Linked DNA regions of Mus musculus: all the other regions are linked to region 4. The links are chromatin contacts, called in public Hi-C and HiChIP or PLAC-seq maps. All regions are on one chromosome and are shown on one strand. Each heading gives the region's core, a stretch centred on a gene start, on an enhancer-like site or on the middle of the called end of the contact. The rest is flanking DNA. Distances are from core to core; before and after follow the strand shown. Region 1 overlaps Rb1cc1 (RB1-inducible coiled-coil 1). Region 2 has its middle 94 kb from the start of Alkal1. Region 3 has its middle 48 kb from the start of Alkal1. Region 4 holds the start of Pcmtd1 (protein-L-isoaspartate (D-aspartate) O-methyltransferase domain containing 1). Region 5 overlaps Alkal1 (ALK and LTK ligand 1).

Region 1 (6,032 bases), core at 1,210-3,709, 820 kb after region 4:
TTATTTATGGCTGATCTTAAAGTCAGTCAAATTACACTGTTATTTTTTTTTGAAACATTAAAGGGCATTTTTTTAAAAAAAAATGAACAAATTTGCTTTAGTAGTCTTCTGAGGCAAACTCAAAATTATGATTATCTGCATGCAATAACACTCCTCTTTAAATAGTTTGGAAGGGTTTATACATTTTATAAAGAACATGTTAAAGAGTGCGAGGACTCTTGAATTCACAAGAGGACAAATGCTGGTAACAACACTGGTAACTATTCAGCTAATGTTTATTAACAGGCAACTAATGAGGCTAGTCACAAGCCACAGTGCAGGCTCTGCCCTTGGAAAACATCTATTTTGGTCCGAATTTCTAGTTATTTGGGTGGAAACAAAACAAAACCATTTTGATTCAGCCAAGAATTTTAATAAATTTATTGTTCCTAAGATGTAGCCACTTAAAAGGTAAGTGCAGTCCACCAATGAAGTATATTGTTATGTTGACTTTTGTAAAAACAAACAAACAAACAAACAACAAAAAAAAACCCAACAATGGCCAGCTGTTTTTAGAGTAGTTTATCAGCACTGGAGGACAAATCAAAAATGGTATGAGATGTAGAGATTTCTTCTGTGGCTATACTTTCTTATTCCATGACACAGCTTTCACTCTGTAAAACTTTGTCCCCAAAGGAACTTTAAATCTGTTTTGTGCCTAAGAAGGAAAGAGAACACATGAAACTCAAGAAAAATGAAGACTGAAGTGTGGACACTATGCCCCTCCTTAGAAGTGGGAACAAAACACCCATGGAAGGAGTTACAGAAACAAAGTTTGGAGCTGAGATGAAAGGATGGACCATGTAGAGACTGCCATATCCAGGGATCCACCCCATAATCAGCATCCAAACGCTGACACCATTGCATATACTAGCAAGATTTTATCGAAAGGACCCAGATGTAGCTGTCTCTTGTGAGACTATGCCGGGGCCTAGCAAACACAGAAGTGGATGCTCACAGTCAGCTAATGGATGGATCACAGGGCTCCCAATGGAGGAGCTAGAGAAAGTACCCAAGGAGCTAAAGGGATCTTCAACCCTATAGGTGGAACAACATTATGAACTAACCAGTACCCCTGAGCTCTTGACTCTAGCTGCATATGTATCAAAAGATGGCCTAGTCGGCCATCACTGGAAAGAGAGGCCCATTGGACACGCAGACTTTGTGTGCCCCGGTACAGGGGAACGCCAGGGCCAAAGGGGGGGAGTGGGTGGGTAGGGGAGTGGGGGTGGGTGGGTAAGGGGGACTTTTGGTATAGCATTGGAAATGTAAAGGAGCTAAATACCTAATAAAAAATGGAAAAAAAAAAAAAAAAAAAAAGAAGGAAAGAGAAAAGGAGTCACTGAATGAATGAAACAAATTACAAGTACCCTTCTAGCACACTGCTTACTGCTAGAGTATTGAAGAGGAGGTGGAGTCTCTACTCTGTACCAAACTATAAAAGATAGGCTCCCGACCAAATGAGAATAAACTAATATTAATGAGTGTTGGGGGTGGGGAGGATGGTGTAGTTATCCCCCCTTCCCTGTCTACTATAGTCTAGCTATATACCCTGGATGCCCTGGCATTCACTATGTAGACAAGACTGGCTTCAAATGTGTAGCATCCCTCCTTCCCCTGCCTTACAAAGGCTTGGATAACATGTGCATATATTCATAGCCCAGGATGACTAGGAACTCAATAGATCCTTCCATCCCTGCCTTGGCTTCAAGTGCTCTGGTCAGAGGTATACCACCAATCCTGGCTTGTCAGTTTCGTTTTAGCCTCCAAATAAAGACTTGAGAGCATTTTTAATTTAATCAATGCTGTAGCGTATAAAAATGAGTACAGGCCAACCATACAAATCAAGCTCATTGTTGCTTCTAGTGCCTTCAACATGAGTTACACTGCCTGTTCTCCTTTATAGGCGGATGAACTGTTGGAAACCTACTTCTATCTAAAGATAATAGCAATATTTACTAAGTTTCTGGGTTAAACTCAATTTAATAAAATTCAAGCTCTAGGTGAACAGAAATCAGAAAACACTAGTAACTATTTCCATATACTAAAACCCCTAAGTGTACTATTACAGGGTTAACTCTTACCTTTTTGGCTTGACAGTATTCCTTTTCCATTACTTTCCCAAGGACCCAGGGTCTTCTAGATGCACCTGAAGCTAATAAATTGGTAATATATTTTCAAAGTTCATTCATGAAAAAAAGAACTTTAGAATCAAAACAATAATGGTGTTCTCAAAAGAATGTTTAATCACTTTAAAAACCAGTAAAATCCAAATTATTTATTGAAGAAAAAATATCCATGGTGTGTTCCAATATATAAATATGTGTGCTTTTTAAAATACTCATTCACGGAACACTAGTAATCTAAGTGATGAACCAATAACTGACTCAACACTGCCACCTACTGAAGGAACGAATGACAACCTCCAGACTTCTGAGTGGCTGGCAGTCGGTCAGTGTGTGAAGGAAGCTGTAACCAGTGCCTAGCACAGCAGCAGCAACACACACACAACTTGGACTCAGTGAGCAGTTAATAGTAAGAATCAAATGAAGTCTAGAAGTGGGCTTCCTGGGCAGGAACTGAGAACACCAATGAGAAGACAAGCACTTGGTTTTAAAATTCATTACTTTAGTAGTGTACATGTTTAGAAAAACATAAGAAATAATAGAAATAAGGTAAAATGTTAACAGGCAAGTCTGAGTAAATACGTGGGTTTGCATCATTTTCATCTAAAAATGTAAAGAGCTGGGATAAAATTTAGAGACACAAGACACTAGCTTTGATCCCCAAACTGTGAAAAACAAACACCCCTTAAATAAATACAGGAAACAAGTGAAACAGGAACAAGGCTAGAGGGCAGATGAATTGGGGCATAGTGCTCTATAACTGGAAACATAGCAGTGGATAGGTACAGGGAGATGAACCAGGAGTTCTAGATCAACCACGGATGCACGACAGTTTGCAACTGGTATGGGATATATGAGACTGTGTCAAAAATCCAAAAATATACAATAAGAAAAATGCTACCTATTTCTGAAAACAAATTTATCTTTTCACTTTTCATGGCTATATAACTGCTGTCACACAGACATTCTAAATAGGCCATCCATCAAAAGCCATGACGGGGTGGTCAAGTGACAGTGCCCTAGCCCATGAATGGGGTTTGACCATCAGATCATGTGAGGAAACTGATTTCCCTCTTCTTTTCAGGGCCTACGTCTGACTGCATCTGAGGAGACAGAGTACTGGAATTAAAGGCCTGTTCCACCACACTTGGCTTGGGGTAAACTAATTTTCTAAGCAGTTTTACTTAGTCTAAAAATTCCAGAATAGCTATTCTCTTCTCTTTGAACTCTTTAATGAGCTAATAAATAATGGGCATTGTTACTCAGCATGATGAACAAAGCTCAGTTTCTACAAAATAAAACTCCATAAAACAATAATGATGATGATGAATCAATGAACAAATGAACAAGATAGGAAAACAAATCATAACTAGTACAGGAAAGGCACTACTTAAACTACTCATCTGAAAAACACTGGTAAGATCTTTCAGTAAATAAGCATATATTAATTACCAACAAAATGAACATCAAAATTTTGATAGTAATTTTGCAATTACTAGGTTATATCATGTTTGAATATATATGCAGTGTGAGCAGTTGATCTATTGTAGAATATTACAGCCAAATTTATAATTATCAATTAAGTTCATAAAAATAGGTAGATAATGTAGACTTCATTTTTTAAATTTTATTATTATTCTTTTTAATTTTTCATTTCCCACCCCTTTCCCTTCTGCCTCTTGCGTTGGCTCGGCTTGCTCCATTTTTTATTTGTTTGTCATTACGGATGGTTGTAAGCCACCATGTGGTTGCTAGGATTTGAACTCATGACCTCCAGAACTGCTGAGCCATCTCACCAGCCCCAGATTTCATTTTTTGAAAAGGCAGCCTTTCCTAATGACAACAGGAGGGAATACGTGTCTTCCACTCAAGATTAGTACTTACAAGTGTATGCGCACTTACCTCCCTCACCTGGTTTGAGATCCAGGGCAGGAAGAGACTCTGAGTGCAGAAAATATAAAGTAGGACTAACAGTAAACAATACATAATTGTCGTGCCGCTCATCTAGGATGATGAGAACCAAATCTCCCACCTGAAAACTAAGGAGAAGTAGGTTATTGTCTTAGCATTCGTTAATTACATGCTACAAACTTGAGACTATCCAGTTGGCTCACTGTTTGGGGGTTCTATACCCACTGCTTGCGTGCAGTAGAAAAAATGCCAGTTCATTTTTTCCCCCAATCTTTCATTTTACACCAAGAAACATTTCTGGAATTTCAATTCTTAAATGTGATACTCTTCATTTCAAAAGAAAAAGCAACTGAATCAAATCATTGTTGTGCCCTTCCCCCAGCCTTGAGCAGGCTGCTCAGACCTGGCTTGCCACAGTTGGTGGAGTCTTCTGACCTAGGTAAAGTCTCCTGTCCTGCCACATCTGCAGCTTTTCTCCAAGACACCACTACCTGCAGAGAGGCTGAGCCTGTTCTGACACTATACTGACAAAGCAGCGATCCTGCCATGGTGGGGGATGGGCCCCCTCCCCGCCCCTTTCATAAGCTCAAACTCGTAAGTAAACATTGGCCTTGATCAGAAATCTTCGTCTTGGCTTGTTATTTCTCTCACAGCCTTTCCCATCCAAAGCCCCATCTTTCCTCTCAGGAACCAGGAACCCGTGGCTGCTGGCGGCTACACCATGTGCTGAATCTGGCCTTACAAAGGCTCAATACAGACCTTCAACAGCAGAGGAGGAAACATTTACACCTACCTACATGTACACTTAACTAGTGTCCACCTCTCAAACTGTGCTCAAAATCTTTACACGTTCTGAAGACCAACCTCAGAGTCAGTTTATGTGCTCCGTTCTCCGGCTGACAAAGTCAACTAGAAAGCCTTTTTCCACTATGAAGCCTTTTTCCCTTTCCTCTTTTAGACATTTGCTATATGGAATAGCCTTTGACTTTGCCTCTTGCCTTCACTTTCTCAGTACTGGGACTACATGTGGATGCCACGAGCAGTCTGGGAAGAGTTTTAAATGCTGCTACAATTATGGGGTAAGCACTGTACACTGACTGAACGCCAAAGCCTAATATATTAAAAGGAAGTAAAGGATCTTTGGAAGCAGTAAGATTAATTCACTGGTCTCTAGAAGACTAATGATTTTAATACACAGCTGGCTAAGCAGACAGCCATCCTACCTATTCTATCCTATCCTATCATCAGTTAGGGAAGATAAACAAGGATATCTGAGATTTGTTAAAACAACAACAACAAAAACCCTAGACAAATCAAACAAAACAAACAAAAATCCTTCAAACCAATTAATAACAAAAATCTACTATACATAAAATAAGGGTCTTCTCAAATACTTAATCCAGAAACCAGGTACTGTGATCCACCCCTTTAACCCTAGCATTCGAGGAAGCAAGGCAAGAAAACGGTGTGTGGCAGGCCAGAATGGGCTACATGGTAAGACTCTTGTCTTAAGAAAACCAAGTGTGTCAAGTTCAATAGTTTTTGCACAACATGGGTTCACTGAGCTGCAATGATGCTTTTCTTTATTATTCCAAAGCTCCTGCCAAACAAGCTCGGGGAAGACAACAACTTCTATGAGGTAATTTGGTCCAGGAAAGCTATAATGTTAAACTGTTTGACTGATGAAATTTTCAAATTATACAATAAATTTATAGCACATAAAAAACATAAAATGGAGAAACAAAGCATAGCGACCTAAAATCAAGATCTTCCGATCTGAAGTGAGGACGAAGAAGCTAAGGATGGACACTCAGCTGACATATTAGCTAGTGTCAAGAAAAGCTTCCTGGCCTTTTGTGTGAATGATAGAACTCTAATGGGGTGACTCAGAATACAGTCCCAAAGCTCCAGGAGAACAGTGAAAAACCTTGCTTTCCAATCATCTTATCATTATGC
Region 2 (5,899 bases), core at 734-3,233, 630 kb after region 4:
TGATCCCAGTGTTGGTGTTATTTGGGGAAGAAGTGACAACTTTAGGAGGTAGAACATAACCAGAGAAGTAATGACTAGTACTAGAAGATAGTACTAGAAGAGGGTCCTTGAATGTATCTTATTCCTGGGAGACTTGTGTGTGTGTGTGTGTGTGTGTATAAGTATATATTCAAAAATCCCATAAAAACACTAAACTGGGAGTCATAATGTATACAGAGGACCTGGTAGAGACCCTTCCAGGATCTTTGCAAGCTCCCTTAGTCTCTGTAAGTTCATATGAGCTATTATCATGTTGATTTAGAGAACCTTGTTTTCTTGGCATTCTCCATCTCCCCTGATTCTTGCACTCTTTCTGCCTCCTTTCCCACTGTTTTCCCTGAGCTGTGAGGGGAGGGGTTTGATGGAGATATTTAGGAGAGCCAATACTTAATCATTGAGTCATCTCTCCAGTCCCCACTTACTTTTTAAGTACATAGTGAGGACTTATGTATTCATTTGTTCATACACAAGAATACATGCATAGATGTTTTGCATACACTACTTAAGGAACTTAATGGATAAAATGAGGAAAAACTTTTGTGGTCAGTCTTCAGAAACTTCTGGTTCTGCTCTCAATGTTTTGTCAGCTGCCCAGAGAAGGCAACAGCTCAAACATAGGTGTCTGCTGTAAGTATTTGCTTTTTAGACAGACCATGAGTAAGTAAAAACATTTTACTGACAACAAATGTTTGTTTTTTAATTCCTGCCACTAAAAATTTCCGCTGTGTCCATTAAAATACCCTTATTCTCCCTTAAAATATGGCCAGATATTTTGACTCTGTTAGAAAGGCAATTGGGAAATAGGATTGAGTCTTTGCATGCTACAAGAGAAGAGAAATCACCATCGATACCACCCAGCAGTAAACCCTGCTACCTACAACAGTGACCCGGGGGCTACAGGAAATTGCCTTCATGCCTGCAGTGCAGGGCTAGAAATACATTTTGTGTGGCATTTTGAAATCACAAACCCCATGCCTTTCTTTTCTTTTCTCTTTATCTTTTCTCTTCAGTTTTCATTCTAAGCCCTGGTGTATCTCATTTCCTTCATTGTAAGGGGTCATAGCTTTCTTACCGTTATTTTAACTCAAATTAGCTCTTAGAGTTATTGATGTCATTAATAGGGCAACCGTGATTTATTTGACTGATGATCATCACACCTCTCTTCAAGCCGTTACACATAGTTAACACCATATTATGCCTTAAGGACCCACCTATATCGGTAACTAAGACTATTTTTAAGCTTATTTTAAGAAAAGGGGAGAGATGAATTTTTTGATTGGACCGTGGTTATTTTGAAAGGGCACATGCTATATATTACTTTATCAAAAGATTTTTGAAAAGGCTGAATTTCTGCTTTCTCTTATAATCCAAATAAACATGAACACATTGAAAGACCTGAATCCAGCTATCCATTAATATAACATTCCCATAGCAAATGCGGAATGAGTATATTTAAGGTTTTCTTATAGTCAATATTGGGAATCATCACATAATCTTTATCAACAGGATTTATAGATTGTTTTTTTAATGCAGTTAATTAGCACCTTTTCATTTGAACAATGAATAGAAGATAGAATGTGTTTTGTGATAGATTCTTCATGTATGGTGAGGTATACTGTCATGTAAACCAGTAAATTAATAAGTAGAATTCACAGCATAGGAGTTTTATTATGGTGCCAAAAAGGAGAAATCATCTTCTACAGATCCCTGTTTGCTTCACTGGTCTGCAAGAATGCTCTCTATATCAATTGTCAGGATGACTTGGAGAAGCAAGCACATTTGCACGTCTAGGCAACAAGATACTTGTCCCAGGAGGTTCTTAGTGTCAGATGAACAGCTGAAAACGTGGCAGCAAGATGATGATGATGATAAGAGTAGAAAAGAGACAATCAAAAGGTTCCAGAGGAAGTGGGGAAAGAGACCAGTGCCTGGGAGATACATACATCTTTGGGTATGACCCGGGACTTTTAGTAACCTAATGGCAGCTGCGCTGGTGAGTAACACAGAGTCATCAGGGGACAATGACTCATTGAGATTTGGAAAAAATATCTATTTTTCCAGAACCTTGTAAGATTAACAAAAGAGCTATACATGTACTCTCCTATTCTCATCCAAACATGGAGTGAGCACTACAGCAATAAAAACAGGCTTGAATAGATATCCAGCTGCTCTTGCCTAGCTCTGTTTGTTGATCTTAAAGAACATTGAAGCTTTAGACAATGAAATATACAGCATGTTCCCTTTCAAAGAAACCACAAGCCAGTCAAACACAGCAGGGTTGGGGGGCGGGGGGATCATCCACACCAACCACAGTCAAACTGACAAGTAAAAGAAAGACTAGTTTTCACCCAGGCTGCAAAACTATCTTCATCAAGCAGTATCTAAAGAAAATGAGTCAGAAAGAGGAAAAGTCTTAGCAGTAAAACCACAGCAATTAAATATTTAATCTAAATTTTAATTGAAAACCAAATATATAGTTTCTTAAATTTTTTAAAAATCTTACTTGTGAAGTCAGCTCCAATGCAGCTGAAGAGAAATGTCCAACAAGGCTGAAGAACTCTCATGTAAAAACCTTGACACAAAGAGAACATAAAAAGGGGGAAGAAATCTTTCCACAAACTTTGAAACCACATGACTCCAACTTTAGACCCTATAATGACTTCTCCTTTTCTCCTGTTTATTCATATTCAAAACTTTCATGCTAACATTCATAGATTCATTTATTATGAGCAGGTGGTTTAGATTTACATCTCTATGTAAGGCTGAGTCACAAACTAGGTAATATACTTTGTGAAAAATTAAATGTTTTCTATGACTTTCTTATCACCCTGAGAAGATTATAATCTGTCACTTTATAGAGGCACCAAGACTGTTTTAATTAACACATGATACTTTACCCCAATTTTCAGCTAACTCATCAAAGAAAGCTGTGGTTGAATGAAATCAAAAGCAAACAGAAATCCTAGAAGAGAAATGAAAGAAAAGAACTGTGATGCTAGGAAGGTGAACCAATTTCAGAGCAGTTCCCTCACCAGGGGATGCCAGAATCCTCCAGAGAAGCACTGGAGGTTTATTGGCAAAGCCTTCTTTGGTATAGTTACTGACCCTTTTTAACCTTGTTATTAAGCTGCTCTTAAAAAATAAAATAACACTAACAAAAACAAACAAAACAAAGCCAGTATTATACATATACATATGACTTTAAATATTTGGATTTCAAATAAATTAGGTAAGTTTTTGTTTTTTAGAAATTAACATTCATGAATAACAAAACCGAAAGTCAAACAAACAAAAACAATCCCTAGCACTATAATGTCCTTGGGTTCAGTATTTCTCAAGCCACTTTTCAATATGACACACTAGGTAAATCCAGAAATCCTTTCCTTTCTTGTCCTTAGAAAGGGCCACTGTTTTGTAGAGTTAAGTGAATATCTGAAAGACAGAGAAAAAAGGATAAAGAAATTCCTGTCATACAAAAGCTTCAGACTGCCAAGAAATTTGACTATGTCAGTAAAGGTTCTTAGCTGCAGTCCAAATTGATCAGACTGGATAAGCAGTTTCTTTGTGGAAAAAGTTCAAGGTAAGTATTCGCCTTATTGTTTCAAAGTCCACTCTTATTTCTCAGTGTCAATGCTGGAACTAAGTGGTAAATATTTATCTCTGCCTCTAGTGGTATTAACTGATTGTTTTTACTTTTTTTAAGGACTTAAGACTGCTTTTCCAGAACAACTATCAAAATTGTGTCAAATTCACTTTTCAAGTAGTTCTTAGAAATTGTTATTTAATTCAACAATGGTAACAAACAACTTGGAAGGTATGAAAATCCTGGCCCCAGTTTGTGAGATCCAAACTGTTTAAGCTCTCAATGTCAAGCAACGTTTTAAAGAAGTAGTTTCCTAGAAACTGGCAGAATGAACAGAGCCATTCATGATTTCAGTCCTGTGCAGGCATATTCTCATCAAAAAGCAAGATTTATGGGCCAAAAATACAACAATATATTTTCCTCTATATTCAGACATAATTTCCAATTTCTCCTATTCATGAAGCCTAGAAAAGAATAATAGCAAGGTATTTTAAACCTTTGGGACAGGTGTTGATGGTCACCTTTACAAACAGTTTGGTACTAGCTGTGGGCAGCATTCATACCTGAAACTGAATGCCAGCACTCTGATGTCCCGGGAACAAAGGGAACAAGGACCCTATTGCAGAACAACCAGATTAGGATTTTTCATGAAACTATCTTATGGGTGTTTTAAGCAACAAGCAGAAAAGTGACAGAATACAAAACTTTAAAGCTCAAATTTTATAGCTTCTTGTGAGAATCCGAATCGGTTCACAACCTATTGAACATTTTTGAAATGTGGCTTCAAACTCTGAATGTTATCTAGAGTATGTTTAGAAGCAGCTATTAGATTAGAATTGTTATGTACATAACTGAGTTGTAATCAAGGAGTGATCCTTCAAGAGAAATCAACACCTGTGAAATTTATTTGGGACCCAAGTGCATTAGGAAGCCAAAACAAGGAAAAAGAAAAATCCAAACGAACAGTCAAATCAGCAGAACAGTATTCCAGCAATGCTGGGCAGCTTTGCATGAGCAGCTTTGCATTGGTTTCCATGCACACAGTTGCCCTTCCAGCCACAAGGGTGGAAAGGAAAATTCCAGTGTATGCAGGGAAACAAATGTAAAACATAATGGTTAAAAGGAGCCTTTACCAGGGCTGCAGAGATAGCACTGGCTACTCTTTCAGAGGACCAGGGTTTAATTCTGAGCAACCTCACAGCGGTTCACAGTCATAGGTAACTACAGTTCAGCGGCATTTAAGAATTTCTTCTGGCCTCTACAAGCACCAGAATGCACATGGTGCATAAGCATACATGCAGACAAAATACTCAAATACATTAATTAAATTATTTATTAATTAATTAAAATTTAACATTTTAATGGAGCCTTTAACATCTTTTGTTCTTGCTTCAATAGAATTTTAAAAGGACTAATTTATAGAGATGCCTTTAAGTAGTCAAATGTTAAAGAAAGTGTGGAAGTTAACATGGGATAGCTAAATGAGATATCTGATGTGGTAGAATACAAAATATTTTACCATTTGGATAAATTTGGTACAACTGTCACTAGCCCATTTAGCTAATGAATTGTAGTCTATTTCATGTGCTCCTGAAATTGTTAACATGCTCTATTGTCACACTCTATAGGCCAAGCCAATGTCACATTGAAGGAAAAATGTGCAAAAAGTGCTTCTTGTGTTTGGGCTCAACATGTACTTGTGGAATAAATGATCATTTAAATGAGAAGTGTGAGCTGATGGGGTCAGAATACAATACACCTTCTGAGATTGACTCAGAACTCAAGATTCTGCTTACTGAATGCTCCATAGTATTGTACTTACAGCAAGATTTAAAGGGCTAAAAGAAGCAGGGACCATTGTTCCAGGTTACAAATTTACCCATGACCAGGATATTGATTCTGTTAGCTGTCCGACTCAAATCTCATAATCTCTTACCTTGACTTTTCCAGACCCCATCCTCACACATTTCAACTTTCCTCCTGGAAATAATGATAATGTGGGCATGTAACTCACCTAGAGAATATGATTAATATGCAAAATATTTGGTAAATCATACAGAATTTTTTCTTTGAAGTGCTGAAGATAAAACTAAGAGCCCTATATATGCCAGGCAGGCACTCTCCGCCCGCCTAACTACATGCCCACCCCCAACCTACATTTTCCAGACAGACATTTTCCGAGTAAAGAATAAGATCAAATAGATTTAAATTATACCAAAGTACAGCTAAGCAGTAGGAAGAACATTGAAGAAGCTATATTTAATAGCAAATCATACA
Region 3 (5,634 bases), core at 2,381-4,880, 680 kb after region 4:
GGAGGAAGAGGAGTGCTGAAAAGCAACTGCACTTAAAGATAGCTTTATAAAAAGACTGGAGCAACCAAGGCTGTTATTAAGCATTATTTCAGGGTGGTTCTTACTTACCATCAGAAAGCCCTTGCTGGGGGTGGGGGTGGGGGTGGTGGAAGTGGGGCCAAAGAGACAGCTCAGCAGTTAAGGTCATAGGCTGCTTTTTCAGAGGACCAGGGCTCAATCGCAAGACCCACGAAGTAGCGCATAAGCATCTCTGAGTCCAGTTCCAGAGGATCTGGTGCCCTCTTCTGGCCCCTGATGCACGTAGTTCACAGACAGACATGTAGGCAAAGCACGAATAAACATTAAATAAACAATTACAAAGGGGTTTGTTTTCAAGAAGGAAAGAAAAGGGAAGCACTTTCTGAAGACAGAACTCATGCTAAAGGAATTCCTGACACAACTATTGGCTTTCACTTCCAGTTGGTCTTCAGACTCAGCAGGCATGAATGTAAGCCAGGACAGTGGATAAGCAGAAAAAGAAGCCTAGAACGGACACAGTCTACATATATCTGGCTGCACTTGTTACTTTTCTATTGCTAAAATAGAACACGATGACCAAGGCAATGGGTAAAAGAGAGAGTTTAACTGGGCTTATGCTTCCGGGGCGGTAAGGGTCTGTGATGACAGAATGGCAGCTTGAAGCTGGAACTGGAAGCTGAGAAGTCAGATCTTGAACTGTGAGCAGGAAGCAGAGAAAGGCACATGTCTTTTCAGCCTCCAAGCCAGCTCCCTGTGGCATGCTTCCTTCACAAAGGCCACTGCATCTAGACTTTCCCAAATAGGACCACCAACTGGAAGCCATGTGTCAGATGCCATAGCCTATGGGAGTCATTCTCATTCAAACTGCCACACTGTAGGATATATTTTTCTTTCTGTTCCATTCTGTCTTTTAAAATGCATGAGATAATATTCAGTGCAGTGTGGACAACCAGCACCAATAAAGTCAAGGCATGCATAGAACAAGAAAGCATGACTTACAAGAAAAAAATATTTACAGAAACTCTCTCTGGAGTACCACATGCCCTGGATTGACTAGACAAATAAATGTATTTTTTATCTATGCATGTTGTGGTGCTTCAAATAAAAATGGCCCCCATATGTCCATAGGGAGTGGCACTATTCAGTTTGGTCTTGTTGAATTAGGCATGGACTTGTTGGAGGGAGCGCATCACTAGGAAGTAGGATTTGAGGTCTCGCAAGCTCTAACCAAGCCTAGTGGTTCACAGTTCTCTTCCTGCTACCTGTGGATCAAGATGTAGAATTCCCAGCTCCCCTTCCAGCATCACATCTGCCTGCATGTCACTATGCTTTCCACCATGAGGATAATAGACTAAACCTCTGAACTGCATTAGCCAGCCCAGTTAAATATTTTCTTTTATAAGAGTTGCTGTGGTCATGTGTCTCTTCACATCAATAAAACCCAAACTAAGACACATGATAACTATAAAACAGTAGTTATGAATCCATGTTAACGGATGTGTACAAGTCTGTAAAATGTGTCAATAATATAAAGGGGAATGAATAGATGTATATGAAAATGTGCTTTAACTTGATATATGCTATCAGAAAACAAACCTTGGGCATAGGACACATGCTAAGAGAATTTCTGACATGGTTCTAAGCTTTCCTTTCTGAGTATATACCATGCAAGTTAAGTTAGCATTAGTCAAGTTAAGTTTTTTAGGAAGTACTTAAAACCAAGTAGCCAGGGTAATAGAAATGACAGCCAAAGGGAGACTTCCGTTGGGATGAAAAAAATTTTAGGTTTTGTTGGTAATTGCAAAATATTGTGAAAATACTTAACGCAACTGGTTGCACATTTTAAACTTTCATACTGGTAAATTTTAATTGTGTTTTACCATAATAATAAAAAAAAAACCCAAGAAACTAAAATAAAAAAACCCAGCAATATGGGCTTTGCTCACAAACCATTCAAATTGCTGCTGGCTTCAGGGGAACCCAAATCCAGTTCCACAGCACAGATGTTAGGGGAAACTTGTGCCAAGGCATCTATGATTCCTTTCACCACCACATCATTGGAATGTGGAAGTAGGCAGGCATGCAGACTGCAGCAGCAAATGGAGAGCTCACATCTTACACTAAGAGCAGCAAACAGAGAGGGAACTGAAGTGCCATGAGTCTAAACAAAGCCCACCTTCTGTGACATACTGCCTTCACCAAAGCCATACTTCTTGTACTGGCTAGTTTTGTGTCAACTTGACACAGCTGGAGTCATCACAGAGAAAGGATCTTCAGTTGAGAAAATGCCGCCATGAGATCCAACTGTAAGGCATTTTCTCAATTAGTGATCAAGGGGGAAAGGCCCCTTGTGGCTGGGACCATCCCAGGGCTGGTAGTCTTGGTTCTATAAGAGAGCAGGCTGAGCAAGCCAGGGGAAGCAAGCCAGTAATGAACATCCCTCCATGGCCTCTGCATCAGCTCCTGCTTCTTGACCTGTTTGAGTTCCAGTCCTGACTTCCTTGGTGATGAACAGCAGTATGGAAGTGTAAGCTGAATCCCTTTCCTGCCCAACTTGCTTCTTTTTCTGATTTTGTTTTTGTTTTTCGAGACAGGGTTTCTCTGTGTAGCCCTGGCTGCCCTGGAACTCACTCTGTAGACCAGGCTGGCCTCGAACTCAGAAATCTGCCTGCCTCTGCCTCCCAAGTGCTGCCCAAATTGCCTCTTGGTCATGATGTTTATACAGGAATAGAAACCCTGACTAAGACACTTCTTAAGCATGACAAACAGCTTCACCAATTGGAGACTAAATATTCAAACATCTGCATCTATGAGGAATGTTTGCATTCAAATCACCATACTAAGTACTACGGAGAAGGATCCGTCTTAGCCTCTGAGGTATGAGGTCTGCCAGATGGGGAGCTACTAGAATGGATCTATCAGCCCCACTTGTCAGAATATAAGAATATTTTTAAATGGTCTGAGAGTGTTTCTAATTCCTTCAAAAGGCAAAGAATAGCATGTAGACCATCCTTGTTGGACAATGAATCCTTCTAATTGGGGGCTCTAGGGATTTTTATGAGTTGCTCTCCTTGCTTGGTGTAAGACATAAGGGTGGGCTGCACAGGAAAGAGGGGCTGTAAAAACAGAGAGATGTCCCTGTTTGTTAGATGCTGTTCGGTTTATTTTGTTCTCCTAAGACCTAAGATCCCAGCCTGACTCCTGACTTTTAGTGAATAACCTAGATTTTAGTTCATTTCTAATGTTTACAAAGGGTACTTAGTTATGCCTTTTTGTTTTGAAACTTTAAAAAGACTCATTATGTTAAAAGTGGAATAAAATAAAGTTTTGTGGTAAAACAAAAGAGAGAGAAGGAGGGGTAGAGTCAGTACCAGAGAATACTAACTGCTTCGTGTGATGCTCCTGGCTTAAAATACTTATTTACAGTTTTAAAAGAAATTTCTTACCTGAATGAATGTTCTTGTACTTTGTGATTCAGCTATTGACTTCAAATAAAAGTGACGTCTTCAATAAAACAAAACAAGACTTCCAAGCCCCATATTGTACCGGGACACCTGTGTCTGTTCCAGCTGTCCTCATACCAACCACCTGAAGGTGCCAGCCTCAGTTAATCACCAATGTCCCTACTCCAGGTCATTTAGTCATCTCAGAAGTTGAACTTGAGTTTGAACTGGAACATAATTCCGAGGCCTCAAAATTTGTCACAGAATAGTCTCCCAGAGTATGGTCTCAGATGCTGCAAGTTGTAAACTAGGAAGTGATCTACTGTCTCTATTTCTTTGGGCTTCCAGGGGATTCTGACACACTAAAGTTTCTGAACCATTGCACATGGCGCTATGACTTCCCTAAGTCCTGTCAGAATCTGCTTAGCTCTTCTTTCTGAGAGCAAAAAGGTACTCAGAATAGCGATTGTTAAGTACTGACTTTCTGTTTCAAAATGAAACTACTAGCACAGAGAAGCCCATCTGGAGTTGTTGGTGGCCACAATGTTTCAGTGTTTTTAAGTCTGACAGCGAGGCGCCACCGTGTGGAAGAAAGATGACCCTACATTAAAAATAATTCCCGCAGTGATCAGTTGACTTCCCAGTTTTGTTTGTTGTTTGATCTTTATTTACCGCAATAGTTTATACACAGTGGGGAAATGATTTTGTAAAAATGAATAACTAAAGAAGACATTAAAAGTACACAAAACATACAATGTATTCTTAGAGTGTAATTGCGGTTTCATGTTTCCTCACATCTGTCTTCCTTCCCTCTGGGGCCAGTGACAACATGCAGACTAGCAGGACCAGGAGCTGGAGCAGCAATGTGCTGCACAACCGAACAGAAGTGAAATCTGCCTTCCTGGAGACCATCCCCTGTACAAAAATGTTTCCCTCTGCAAATGGCTTCCTTTGTCGGACTGCTGAAAAACAGGTCCATGTGCCAACAGAAGGAAGGAGCACGGGTTCAGAAAATGATTCTGACCCATCGACTTTCACACTGAGCTGTATCTAGTGTTTATTCAAACTATCATTTGTTCCATGTAATTTTCTATTTGTTTCATTTCCATCGTGCATAAAGAACTCAAATTCCAAACGCAATCTGAGGCTATGAATTACGTGGATGTTTAAAGACCTGTCTACACTTGCTTTTGTCTGCTTTGTTCTTTGTGCTTGTGTTTGACATCTTGGTGCCACTTACACAAGCCACAGTTAAGTGATGAAGAGCCAAAACCCTCAAACAATAAGTAAAACAGAAAACCTTTGATGTTGTCTTTTGTTTATTTACTTTATTTTTGTTTTGTTTCAAATCTAATTGAGACAAACCAACAAGAAGAAGAAATCACCTAGGTGCTGTCTGGTCACCCTCTCTGGTCAACATTCCAGAAATAGACATAGATATAAGTGTTATAGCTAAATGTTAAAATCATGTCCAGAAGAATGAGGAACTGAAATTTGGAATAAGGGTTTTCTATTAACTAGTTGTCCAAAAATACATTTTAGAAACTAACGGAAGCGAATGGCAAGTGATCACAATAATAATTATCTAGAGTTTACTGGGCTCTAGTTGTATTCCTCCTCATTATCTCTGAACCATGAACATTCACTACTCCTAAACTTTACATCTTTGGGTGACTAGAAGCTCTCAGTGCTTGTCTAGTCTTTACCACTGTTTGAAATGTTTTTTCTGTAAATTTAACATATTTTTGTTAGTCTTCTACTTCTTCTAGTGCTCAAATGTCTTTAAATTTGAAAGAACACCTAATTCATATTCTTTATACCTTCTGAAAAAAAGTATTTCTTGCTGCAGTAAACCATTGTTAACAATAGTACGTGTTAAAGTCTTACACGCGTTCTCGCGACCGGCCAGGAAGAACGCAACAAACCGGAATCTTCTGCGGCAAAGCTTTATTGCTTACATCTTCAGGAGCCAGAGAGCAAGCGAGAGAATGGCGAAACCCCGTCCCTTTTAAGGAGAATTATCCTCCGCCTAGGACGTATTACTCCCTGATTGGCTGCAGCCCATCGGCCCAGTTGTCATCACGAGAAAGGCAGAACACATGGCGGGAAAACTGCCCCTGCACGTGTGCAGATTATGTTTACCACTTAGAACACAGCTGTCAGCGCCATCTTA
Region 4 (5,474 bases), core at 350-2,849:
ACACTACTTAGGCTTTTATTTAAAAACAAAAAAGTACCAGCATATTGTTGACAAAAACAACGAAAATACCATAGATCTCTTCAAGTCTTTTAAGTTCGATTCCTAAATAAATGTGCACAATTGTGTCTATGATTTTAAGGACAGGCCTGTTTGGAATAAGACGGTTGCCTATGATTACTTTAGTAGACTGTTTCCCTTGGAAGCTAGCAAGATTAGCACAATAATGCGTGCAGAACCACTTTTCTTCCACTTTCAGACTTCTCCCTAGGGTTCACCTTGCAAAATATTTAATCCGTGGTGGGTTTTTTTTTTTTCTTATTTGAGTACAAAATTTCTAAATGGTGACTTTCTACGAGTTTCATCAAAAGTAGCCTCCTAGAGTTTAAAGAATTAAATGCTGCTATCTAACCATATGGTATTTAAACTTTATGACATAAAGAAAAAGTAAACTTTGTGTAATCTTTAGGCAGTCATTCCCTCTCATGTAAACTCTGAGGTCTAAGCAAAGACTAGCAACCTGTTTCATATGAAAGTATCGCATGTGGCCTTAGATACTGTGAAAGTCAATATATTAAGTTGCAAAATACTGGCACGTAGGCCAGGCACAACAGCTCCTGTTTGATCCTAGCACTCGGGAGGTGGAGGCAGAAGCTAAGAGTTCAAGGTCAGCTTCCACAGCACAGGGGGCTCTATCTCAGCTTGAGCTATAGAACTGCGTCGCAAATCACAAAACATACAATAAGCTTTTAACTGACTCGCTACTGAAAGTGTGAAGCCCATGCTAAACAGTAACATTTAACAATAAAGTATGTTTTTAAAAAAAAGAGTGGAGAGTTCCGTATACTACTGGCCCAAAAATCTATATTCTATATAGGACTTTAATTTTCGTCTATAAACACACTCCTCACTTGCACCGACAAAATCCTGAAAGGCTGGATGCATACATACACTTGGGATCGGGTTACTCTGAGTAGTGGGAGCGTAAATATTGGGGTTGAGGTCCAGGACAGAAAGAGGGCAGGAGTCTTGTGTCTTCATTGTTTGGCAGCTTTTTTTTTTTTTCTTACAGAGCACGCAGTACTTTAGCTCCATTTCTAAGAGCATTCCTCCTCCTCCTTCTGTACCCAAATTCTTCAGATTTGTAAACGCACAGCTGTGGTTTCACGATTTTAAAAGAACACGCATAAAAGCAATAAGCTGTAAAACACCTTGGCTCTGCAAAACAGCTCGCCCTGTCTCTCTCCATCCGTTCTCCCGGCTGGTGTCTAAAATGCCAAAGCAGCGGACGCGGACCGCACTTACCGAAGGCGCAGAAGACGCTCACACAGCGGCAGCGCCCGCTCAGTCCCTGAAGCCCCGTCCCAGCCCCCGCGTCACGAGCCTGCGTAGGCGGGAGCCCTCCAGGCCAAAGCAGCGGCGGACCGGCGGCGGGCGGAGCGCCGCAGAGACAGCCGACTGGCCCGGCACAGCGTCCGCCAGCGCCGACGCGGGAGGGCGGAGCCCGACCCGCAACCCGGGACCCGGGCAGCTGGACTGCCCTAGTCGCCACCGCCTCCTGGGAGCTGCGCGTGCGCGGGGCGCCCTCCGAAGAAAGATGCCAATCAACGGGGCCTGGGAACACCCCCACCCTCAGCTGGGTTGGACTCCGCCCTCTCGCTGAACGCCCTGCCCCTTAACCAAACAACGCGAGGCTTGCCCAAGCGGCTGGCAGCTCCCGCGGATGCCGCGAGAGCTGGGGCTCCTCCTATTCTGTCGCTGTTTTGTTTGTGTGCTGCGTAGCTCGGGAGCGCAGGGTCTGGTGACTCAGTCCGTCCCCAGCTCCGCCTCCGGTCGGCGTTTTGCCGACTGGATCTACGAGGCCACTTCATCTCCAGCCTCTCCGCGGGTCTCTGTATCGGGTGATGGGGAGGATGCCTGCAGACCCGGCGCGCACCCAATGACTGGCGGCGGTGCATGCGTCGCCCCCTGTGCAGGCGCAGCTGACGCCTTCTTGGTCCACGCCGAAGCCCCTGCCTGTGTCGGTGTCGGGAAGGAGTGCTTGTTGAGAAGTGGCGAGGGTCAGAAGCAAGGGGGAGCATCTACATCTGTAGTCCTCCGCAGTAAACATGTCGATTCCTACTTTGGGACTGTATTTTTTGTTTGTTTGTTTGTTTCCAGCACATAAAAAGACACTGCTTTCCCAATGCTGTAATTTGTAACCAAATGCACGTTCCAGATGTGGTGGCACTGGCTTGTAACCCCAGCACTTGGGATGCTCAAAGTCTGCCTGTACTACATACATATATCAAGTCCCTATCAGGAAAACAAAAGGTCTTGAGGCCTAGGTTGCTGTCACCTACAGTAACCTTGTGTAAAGTGTTTAAGAACAGAGTAGTAAAATGAGAGCTTCCAATCACTTGAAAACTGGAACAAAGTTAACTTATGCGATGGTCTGACTTTCAGCTCACCTTTATGTCTCAAGTACGAAGTTAGATTTGGTGGCCTTTTAGCCCTTAGACTGAGGCTGTGGGCCGGATTCCTTAGTCCTATCTTTGTGTCTCTCCTAGAACCAAAGCACCCCTGGACAGGATGGGATCACATAACAGTCTTTGGGGGTTCGGTTTCTGATACTCTAGGCAGAAATTTTAGCAGGTGAAAATATTTTATCGAGTGGATGTAACGGCTCAGGGTGGTAATCCCAAAAGCTCCGCAGGTGACAGCAGAGATCAGTAGTCCAAAGTTATCTGCAGATACTTCATTTGAGGTCAGCCTGGGTTATATGAGACTGTCTCAAAAAAAAAAAAAAAATATATATATATATATATACATCTTACCATAAACATAATAAATCACATGATAAATTAGGAAGGTTTGGGAGTTTTAACAGAATCTCCAGGCTGTCCTCAAATGTGAAATCCTCCGAGCCTCAGCCTTCTGAGAAATCACAGATGAGTTCCACTTCACCTGTTTTAAAATAACAGTGAGACACTAGAAAACATTTTGGTTTTCTTTTTCTTTCATTTCAGTCCCTATGGGAATTTTTTTTGTTTGTTTTGTTTTGGTTTGATTTTTTAAGACAGGGTTTCTCTGTATAGCCCTGGCTGTCTTGGAACTCACTTTGTAGACCAGGCTGGCCTCGAATTCAGAAATCTGCTTGCCTCTGCCTCCCAAGTGCTAGGATTAAAGGCGTGCACCACCACCGCCCGGCTGGGACTTTTTTTATGTAGGCCTTTTTTTCTATTGAATAAGAGCTAAACACAGCTTTATTTTTCTTCTCTTCACCTTCAAGGGCTGAGATTAGAGGTGTGCAAAAATGATGATGTTTAATAAGAGGGATGCTAAGTACTGTGTTTATAAAACAGGACCAGGGGTTTCTCTTCTACAGCAGCTAAACTGGAAAGAATCATGTAATAACTTCTGTGTATACACCTGGTACCTGCCACCTACCCATGTTTCTAATTATGCCCCACGTCTTGCCTTTGCACCTGTCATTTCTTATATATCCTCCCACAACTTCATAATCTGGGAAGGCTGGATACTGAGTACCAAACTGCTTCCAAATTTTAATGCTGTGCTACACCGATGATACTTGTCTTTGTTATATTGGTCAATTTTTAAGTTGTTTCATCATCCAGATTTATGTAAAGATTTTAGACTTTATATAGCCTGCAGGCAATTTGTTCTTGGCATTCTCCATCCACTGTTGGAGTAAGCCTGGTCCTGGGAACACTAGCAACACTTTTATTCTTCATACCAAGTGACTTCTACTTTATTACTAAGCAGAAAATAACACAGTATAGTACAGGCCTGGCACTCTGTTCATAAAACCACGCAGGCAGAATATCACAAATGTTCAGCCTAGTGGTCTTTCATCCCAGCACTAGAGAGATGAAAGTAACAGGACCAGAGTGCAAACAGTCAAGTGGGTCTCTATGAGTCCAAGGAGAGCCTGGGCTATATCAAGTTCCAGGACAGCTAAGATTATAGAAAGAGAACCTGTCTGAAAACAGGAAGGGAGGAAGGAAGGAGAGCACTACTATCTCTCCCAAATGACCTTGGTTCAATTCCCAGCACTCATAAGGCTGCTCACAACCATCTATTATTTCCATCCTAGGGGATATGAAACCATCTTCTGTCTTCCACAGGAACAGAGGGCATTGATGTGCCCACAAAAATTCAGGAAGCCACTCAAGCACATTAACATAAAAAATCTCAAAAAAAGAAAAAAAAAAAAACTCCTTTTAAAAAGTTCAAGGACATTCCTGCCTACATGGTGAATTTAAAGCATGCAGAAGCTGTGTGAGACTCAACCTAAAACACCCCACCCCATTGCACCCAAAACGGGGAAGAGGAACTATTCTGTCATTTAATTCATAAGACATCTGTCATAGTCAGGGTTTCTATTCCTGCACAAACATCATGACCAAGAAGCAGTTGGGGAGGAAAGGGTTTATTCAGCTTACACTTTCATACTGCTGTTCATCACCAAGGATGTCAGGACTGGAACTCAAGCAGGTCAGGAAGCAGGAGCTGATGCAGAGGCCACGGAGGGATGTTCTTTACTGGCATGTCTCTCCTGCTTGCTCAGCCTGCTCTCTCTCTTTTTTTTTTTAAATTTTTTTATTAGGTATTTTCCTCATTTACATTTCCAATGCTATCCCAAAAGGCCGCCATACCCACACCGCCCACTCCCCTACCCACCCACTCTCCCATTTTGGCCCTGGTGTTCCCCTGTACTGGGGCATATAAAGTTTGCAAGTCCAATGGGCCTCTCTTTCCAGTGACAGCCAACAAGGCCATCTTTTGATACATATGCAGCTAGAGACAGGAGCTCTGGGCTACTGGTTAGTTCATATTGTTGTTTCACCTATAGGGTTGCAGTTCCCTTTAGCTCCTTGGGTACTTTCTCTAGCTCCTCCATTGGGGGCCCTGTGATCCATCCAATAGACTGTGAGCATCCACTTATGTGTTTGCTAGGCCCAGGCATAGACTCACAAGAGACAGCTATATCTGGGTCCTTTCAGCAAAATCTTGCTAGTGTATGCAATGGTGTCAGGGATTGGGAGCTGATTATACGATGGATCCATGGATATGGCAATCACTAGATGGTACATCCTTTCATCACAGCTCCAAACTTTGTCTCTGTAACTCCTTCCATGGGTGTTTTGTTCCCATTTCTAAGAATGGGCAAAGTGTCCACACTTTGGTCTTCGTTCTTCTTGAGTTTCATGCTTTTGGCAAATTGTATCTTATATCTTGGGTATCCTAAATTTTTGGGCTAATATCCAATTATCAGTGAGTACATATTGTGAAAGTTTCTTTGTGATTGGGTTACCTCACTCAGGATGATTCCCTCCAGGTCCATCCATTTGCCTAGGAATTTCATAAATTCATTCTATTTAATAGCTGAGTAGTACTCCATTGTGTAAATGTACCACATTTTCTGTATCCATTCCTCTGTTGAGGGGCATCTGGGTTCTTTCCAGCTATTATAA
Region 5 (5,876 bases), core at 525-3,024, 710 kb after region 4:
GGCAAATTCATATACAATTCATACACATGCATGTCGATTATATTTGCTCCATTTCTCTCTCCACCTCATACAGAACACCTTATCCTTCTCTCAGCCGTAAGAGTGCTATATTTTTATTAGTCATTTTTATGTGTAAGGGTGTTTTGCCTACATGCATGTCTATGCACTGCATGCATGTCTGATGCCCAAGGAGGCCAGAAGAGAATGCCAGATCCCCTGGGACTAGAGTTATAGATAGTTGAGATCAGCAATGCTGGTGCTGGGAATCTAGTCCAGGTCTCGTGGGAAAGAAGCCAGTTTTATTAACCACTGAGTCATTTCTCCAGTCCAAGACGGCTATATATTTAAAATAACTTTTTTTTTATTATTGAGCAGATTCCAGAGAGTTTATACTGTTTGGTATTCCCAAAAACTCTACCCCACACACCTCCTTTGATAACTATGCATCAATTTATTGTACTTAGTGAACTCATACGGATACCTAGTCACCCAGAGAGGTCCATATTCTCTGAATTTTCAGGTGGGCTTGCTTCTTACTCAGTGTCCTCTTTCCACCCTATGGCCTCACATTACAATCATCATGTCTCCTTGTGTCTTCTAATTCTGATGTTTTTTCCATCTTTCTTTTTGTTGTTACTATTTTGAGACAGGACACTCAGCTGATCTGGAAGTCACTATACATGCTAGGCTAGCCTTCAACTTGTGATAGTCATAGCCCATCCCCCTGAGATCTCTGATTGCTGATAGCACAGTCTGATATATTCCATGCTGATATTAGGTAACTTCAACAGTTTTATGTAATCCTGGTGAAAATTTTAGTAGAATGTCCTTTTGATTTGTGCTTTTCTTATGGGTAGACTGGAATTAAGGGTTTAAGAAATATCTCATAGGTATCATTTTAACCTGATCAAGTACACATCAGCATAATTATGTTTGCTGATATTAACATTTTTTATCTGGTGTAGGTAGCATTTATCTTGTGTGCTTCCATGGTAGAGTTTCTGCTTGCCCTTCTCTAGAAGGCTGTAACTGTATTCTATTCTTCTCCTGAACGTGCATATATGAACAATTTAGAATGCTGCATGGTACATGTCTCCCCCAGGCGGTCATCTAGTCATACCAGTGTGGACCCATAGATGTTTATTTTTACATTGGCTTACATTCTAACACTGCTTTCTTTATTCTCTTGATGAAATAAAAGGGATCCAGTTTGGGCAATTTTGTTTTTTGACATTTTTGACATTGTAAGTGTTTTGCCATTTTTGTATACTACGTTCTATTTTCTGGCTCTCCTGTAGCCTCTAGGTTCATCCAGTGTAACTACCTGCCCTATGTCTGTCCTAACCCTGGAGTCAGTTTTGTTAAGAGGAAAGCCTTGTTCCTTTAATTGTAAATAGTACTGAATTTTGGATGGACCTTACTACTGAGATATGTTGTTTCTATGACTTCTAGGCTGACATAAAGAAGCATGTGGGCGGCGGCTCCCCCCCCCCCCCCCCCCCGCAACGTCCCGTCCGCTCTCTGGAGGGCCGAGCTCCGCGCTGCCCTTCGCCCTTCGCCTTCCGCCCTCGGCCGCCGCCCGCGCGACCCTCGTCCCTGGCCCATGGCCAAGCGGCGTGCGGCTGAGGCGCTCACGTTCCGCGTGCCTTGGAAGCCGTTCCTGCTCAGCGACATCCCCGAGGAGCCGCTGCTCTGGGTCTCGCCGTCTAGGATGGCTCGGCCCCTCAAGCGCCAGGGGGACGCGGGGACCATGGCGGAGCAAGCGACGCGGCGGTGGGGACGACAGACAGTAGCTGCAGGGCTGTAGCCGCGAGCCCGGAGAGCCACCTCCTGGCGAGTAGGAGGAACCCCGGGCCCGGGCGGCGGCGACAGCATAGAAAGCGCGATAGCCCGCAGGTAGCCCACAGGGTGCACTGCCAGCCTGAAGAGTTTTGGCAGTATAATACATTCCAGTATTGGAGGAACCCTCTGCCACCTCTTCAAGATCTGGCAGCTCTTGAAGATGGGAGTGCAAACAGCCTGACAGAAACACTTGAGGACAAGAATGAAGGAGTTGAGACTGACATGGAGTCCTGACTGAAGCGTCTGAAGAAATGGAATTCACTGAATTTGAGGCGACCTAAAGGAAAAGTTTTTTTGTTTTTTTGTTTTGTTTTTTTTTTTTCCATACTTGACGTGATCCTTTTTTCAAACCTGAAAACTGAGAAAGGGTTTTGGGATAAATAACTAATGACTGCTGAATCTCCTAATGGAGAGTGGAGAGCTGCCGAGGGTGTGGGACAGCTGCAGGCAGAATACTTCGTGTTTGCATTTTTTTTTCACAAACATGTTTTCTTTATGAGTTCAGTGTGCCTTTCAATCATTACACAATGTACAGACATGATCCACCGAATGATTGCTGCTCCACAAATGGGTAAACAATGATTTATGAAATGCTAGACAAAACGCTTCTACAAGCAGAGTATTGTTTTCTGCCAAAAAAAAAAAAAATCAACTTCAGGCATACATTTGTGTGTACATATATTCCTTGAGAATGCTACATTAGCAGTGCATAAAGTTTATTCCATAAAAAGAGCTAAAAGAGAATTCGATTTTCAAGAGACTCGATGCATTGTGCTTTCAGATACAAATCCTAAGAGGAGAAAGACCAGCTGCTGTGACAACAGTTAAACACACAGATGTGAGACGCCACAGAACACTATCAAGAAATGGAAGTCGTTGTGCTGAGGGGGCTTTTTTTTTGGTAAATTTATTTGAATAAATAAAAACTTAAAAAACATCCCAGTGGCCAATACAAAATAGACACGGGCATCTAGGGCTTTCTCTACTTGGCTTAAGAGTTTGAATGAAAAAAATTCATGTCCTCAGAAACGAATTGTCATCTGACATTCCTAACCAGGGCAAGTCACTTACACTCAGGCAGGCAAGGGACCTGGGAGAAACCCAAAAAGTGATTTTCTCCTTAATACATCAAAGATTAACCAGAAGTAAAGCCAGGATGGACCAATTAATTTAAAAAATGCCTACCTTTCTTTAGAAACAGAAAAACCAATCTACTTGTGTGAGGTGCCTGTTGTCTGAACCACAGTCTGTTGTGTAGCTCACAAGCTCATTTCAATACATCTTGTCTTCTTTGAAGAGTCCGGGGTAAGCATGATCGCTCAGTAAGTACCTTATGTTTTCAACCCCTCACACACTGACTGTTTCCCCTCAGAAACACCACAGCAGCTCCTTGTAATGATGAGGAAATCTGTGACTTACATAGTAATGTTGGTGCTTGCGTCTCGGCAATAAATGCCATTTTATATTTTCAAGCTGGTCAATTGTTCATTTAGATCTAAAACTTTGAAGGACCCATGACCCTTATCAAAGTGAGTTCAAAATAAAAAAGATGAACAATAACGTTGAAGTTATTTGCACAACAGGTATAGATTTAAAAAGAATGTTCTCAAATAATTTCCTAGGTGTCACTCAGAAGTATCTTTGTTGTCTGTAACATTAAGTGCTACAGTCCTTCAAATAAAATTATAGACTAATTGAAAATATATATTATACCTTTGCAGTTATTTGAAATCATTCAATAATTTGTAGTGTGTTAATGGAGTGAAAGAGATAAAAGGCAGTCCACATTCATATTTTAAGATAAATTTGCTTCAGAAGTCAGTTTCAATCCTTGTTCATGTTCTAAGTATAGCCATTGTGATAAGACCTAAGATATAAGCAGCCACTAGTTTTTGATTCACACTTAAGTGGAGGTAGAGAGGCACCAGCGATTCCATATCCCCTAGAGTAAGCAGCATCAGGGCCGCAATACATCCCACACCCAGGAAGACAGTTAGCAAACTAGGTCCTGAAGAGACGGCTCTGTTTTCTGGTTGACATGACTACTCAAAAAACACACTCTCGGTTAAGTGTTCCTTTATTCTCTTCTCCTCTTCCTTCTGTTGTTCTTTAGCAGACGGGAGAAGGGTGGCAATAACCTCTTTCCTTCCCAAGGCCTTCCTCTGGCTTTGTTCAGAAACCTGGAGGCGGAATTTGTCTATCACACCATAGTGACAGAATCAAACATCTCTATGACGAATCACAATATCCACACAGCTCTGTGGCTTCACTGCACCAGCAGCATCAACGACAACATACTTATTTGGAGTCGTACACAAAACTTTGAACTTTAAAGCAAACTCATAGGGATTGTACAGAGTCAACACTTGTTTATGTGTTGACTGATCATCTGCATAAAATATTAGCTCCGTGGGAAACACAAAGACAGGAAGATTCCCTTCCACTAACTCTGGTTGTCTTTTTTGTTGATGCATTGGCACTGGATCCCCCTTGCTGCAGCTTCTGTCTTTACAGTCTCAAATCTACTTTGGACTTTCTTAGATTCAGTTAAAAACTCCAAAGCATTTTGGTAATCTCAGCAACACTGACTCCTCCCGTGTATGCATTTTTAATGAAAAGTTTTGTTCACGCTCTTGACTTTGAAGATGCTTATCTTGGAAAAGGAGGTTTTGGCAGTTTCAGAGGAAGCCCTCAGGTCTGCTACACTTGTTCTGTCAAATGTCCCTTTGCACCACAAAGCTTATTTGTGGTACACGGAATGAATACATTTATACAGCTGATGCTCATAAATACTCGCTAGTACATCTTATTGGGTGCCCTTGGTTGAACAAATAGGAGACTTGAGTATCTATGCAAAATTAAAATGTGAGATTGTTTCTGAAAGCTAACCTTGTTTTAAAAGAGTGGAAACTTAAACTAGTGAGAACTTCCATTTGGGTAGCGTGTTTTACCTTTCACTATTTCCTGTTTATTAAAACAGTACAGGCAATGAATATAGCCAAACAATGGATAGAGAACAGTAGGATTCAGACGCCTGCCCCTCCTGCCTTTTTCTGAGGTGAAAGAAATATCTGGTCAGCTTACTGATTTTGTTTTGAGGACATTTTTTATATAGTGTATATTACTTTAGACCTGTAGTTCTCAACACTGATAGCACTTTAACCATCTCTGCTCGAGCCCTGGTCCTAGAGAGATCTCATTCAATTATTTGAAGGTGGCTTTACACATAGGTTTTTGTTTTATTTTGGATTTTTTTTGCACTGATTCTTTATCCCTGAATTGTACAGGTGGGGCCAGAACCACTAGACTAGCAGCCTTTCTTGTTTAAAGGAGATCACTAGTGTGAGCTGAAGCAATGCCTCTTCATTCGTTTTGTCCGTATCTTCTTATGTTACTTGATTTTTGTCATTACTAAGTTATTGTGTTACAGTTTTATTTTTAATAAAGTACACTGTTTATGTTTGGAAAAAAACAAAACAAAACATGTGGTGTTAAGGAGTGACCTGACTTTAATATGTTCTGTGCTTAAATTACTTCTAAAGTTTCACTGGGGTGGTAGATAGAATATATTTTTAAGATGTATGGCAATAGGGTATAGACTCACCTTCTGATACTGTAAACACTTTCTTTTATGATTTCTTAGTCATGGTGTTTGTTTGTTTATGTGTTTTATGGTGATAGAAAAGGAATTAAAACAACACAATGTCCAAGAAGCTAAAGTTTGTGTTTACTGGTTTGCTGAGGGCCATGTAGGAAGAATGACAAAGGGCTTTAGAACTCATGGAATTTGGCTCACTAGTCACCACTGCCACAATGGATGTGTGTGCAACTCTGAGGACCATGTGTCCTGAGGACTTCAGGCTGTTATGAAGTTCTGCTCTGCTTGCTGCCTTCATGTCCCTCTTGATCTAAGAATTGTATTGAAAACTTTAACGGGGCTCCCAGCCCCTCACTGGGCAGTATGACTGCCACACACAATAATAATGATTGATCTCTTTTAGGCATTGCTGCTGGAACAGATTAAAAATTCAATC

What was found. A called contact is a pair of places that touch in the nucleus more often than the background predicts. HiChIP or PLAC-seq counts read pairs in DNA pulled down with a chosen protein or histone mark.
Region 1: an H3K27ac HiChIP or PLAC-seq map of large pre-B cells shows a contact between it and region 4, with 5 times the contacts expected there. The contact joins the enhancer-like site here to the promoter of Pcmtd1 in region 4. A contact is called at or near these places in 5 of 39 promoter capture datasets (cranial neural crest, embryonic stem cells, hippocampal neurons and 2 more), 1 of 484 Hi-C or Micro-C datasets (adipose-derived mesenchymal stem cells), 3 of 115 datasets of contacts at active chromatin or transcription factors (astrocytes, bone marrow-derived macrophages and large pre-B cells) and 1 of 9 other capture datasets (adipose tissue).
Region 2: a FOXA1 HiChIP or PLAC-seq map of pancreatic cancer cells shows a contact between it and region 4. The contact joins the enhancer-like site here to the promoter of Pcmtd1 in region 4. A contact is called at or near these places in 3 of 39 promoter capture datasets (the C10 cell line, cranial neural crest and embryonic stem cells), 1 of 484 Hi-C or Micro-C datasets (Th1 cells), 4 of 115 datasets of contacts at active chromatin or transcription factors (CD8 T cells, embryonic stem cells, memory CD8 T cells and 1 more) and 1 of 9 other capture datasets (macrophages).
Region 3: a Hi-C map of B cells shows a contact between it and region 4, with 16 read pairs. The contact joins the enhancer-like site here to the promoter of Pcmtd1 in region 4. A contact is called at or near these places in 7 of 39 promoter capture datasets (the C10 cell line, cranial neural crest, embryonic stem cells and 3 more), 2 of 15 datasets of contacts at CTCF or cohesin (large pre-B cells and pro-B cells), 3 of 484 Hi-C or Micro-C datasets (B cells, bone marrow-derived macrophages and cerebellum), 6 of 115 datasets of contacts at active chromatin or transcription factors (astrocytes, bone marrow-derived macrophages, embryonic forebrain and 3 more) and 1 of 9 other capture datasets (macrophages).
Region 5: a contact with region 4 is called in an H3K4me3 HiChIP or PLAC-seq map of neural tube, with 9 times the contacts expected there. The contact joins the enhancer-like site here to the promoter of Pcmtd1 in region 4. A contact is called at or near these places in 2 of 39 promoter capture datasets (cranial neural crest and hippocampal neurons), 6 of 115 datasets of contacts at active chromatin or transcription factors (astrocytes, bone marrow-derived macrophages, embryonic basal ganglia and 3 more) and 1 of 9 other capture datasets (macrophages).

The regions. Positions count from the first base shown.
Region 1 is chr1:6,268,863-6,274,894 of GRCm38.p6, reverse strand. Rb1cc1 (RB1-inducible coiled-coil 1) reads right to left here. Exons shown (of 24, transcript NM_009826.4): 22 at 4,068-4,204; 23 at 2,124-2,194; 24 at 1-697. The coding sequence ends at 620. Among named protein-coding and RNA genes, the nearest start is that of 4732440D04Rik, 55 kb to the right of the region's middle. Within about 2 kb of position 2,459, at least 7 of the 459 cell types and tissues checked have an H3K27ac peak or open chromatin away from gene starts, as enhancers often do.
Region 2 is chr1:6,450,530-6,456,428 of GRCm38.p6, reverse strand. No RefSeq gene overlaps it. Among named protein-coding and RNA genes, the nearest start is that of Alkal1, 94 kb to the right of the region's middle. Within about 2 kb of position 1,983, at least 71 of the 459 cell types and tissues checked have an H3K27ac peak or open chromatin away from gene starts, as enhancers often do. A contact at or near this core is called in CD8 T cells, Th1 cells, macrophages and 2 more, where this site is marked.
Region 3 is chr1:6,404,922-6,410,555 of GRCm38.p6, reverse strand. No RefSeq gene overlaps it. Among named protein-coding and RNA genes, the nearest start is that of Alkal1, 48 kb to the right of the region's middle. Within about 2 kb of position 3,630, at least 58 of the 459 cell types and tissues checked have an H3K27ac peak or open chromatin away from gene starts, as enhancers often do. A contact at or near this core is called in B cells, bone marrow-derived macrophages, pre-B cells and 1 more, where this site is marked.
Region 4 is chr1:7,085,045-7,090,518 of GRCm38.p6, reverse strand. It overlaps Pcmtd1 (protein-L-isoaspartate (D-aspartate) O-methyltransferase domain containing 1), which reads right to left and starts at 1,599. Exons shown (of 6, transcript NM_183028.3): 1 at 1,303-1,599.
Region 5 is chr1:6,378,834-6,384,709 of GRCm38.p6, reverse strand. All of the region lies in intron 1 of Alkal1 (ALK and LTK ligand 1), which reads right to left. It also overlaps the pseudogene Gm7417 and the pseudogene Gm2147. Among named protein-coding and RNA genes, the nearest start is that of Alkal1, 22 kb to the right of the region's middle. Within about 2 kb of position 1,774, at least 92 of the 459 cell types and tissues checked have an H3K27ac peak or open chromatin away from gene starts, as enhancers often do. A contact at or near this core is called in forebrain, hippocampal neurons and neural tube, where this site is marked.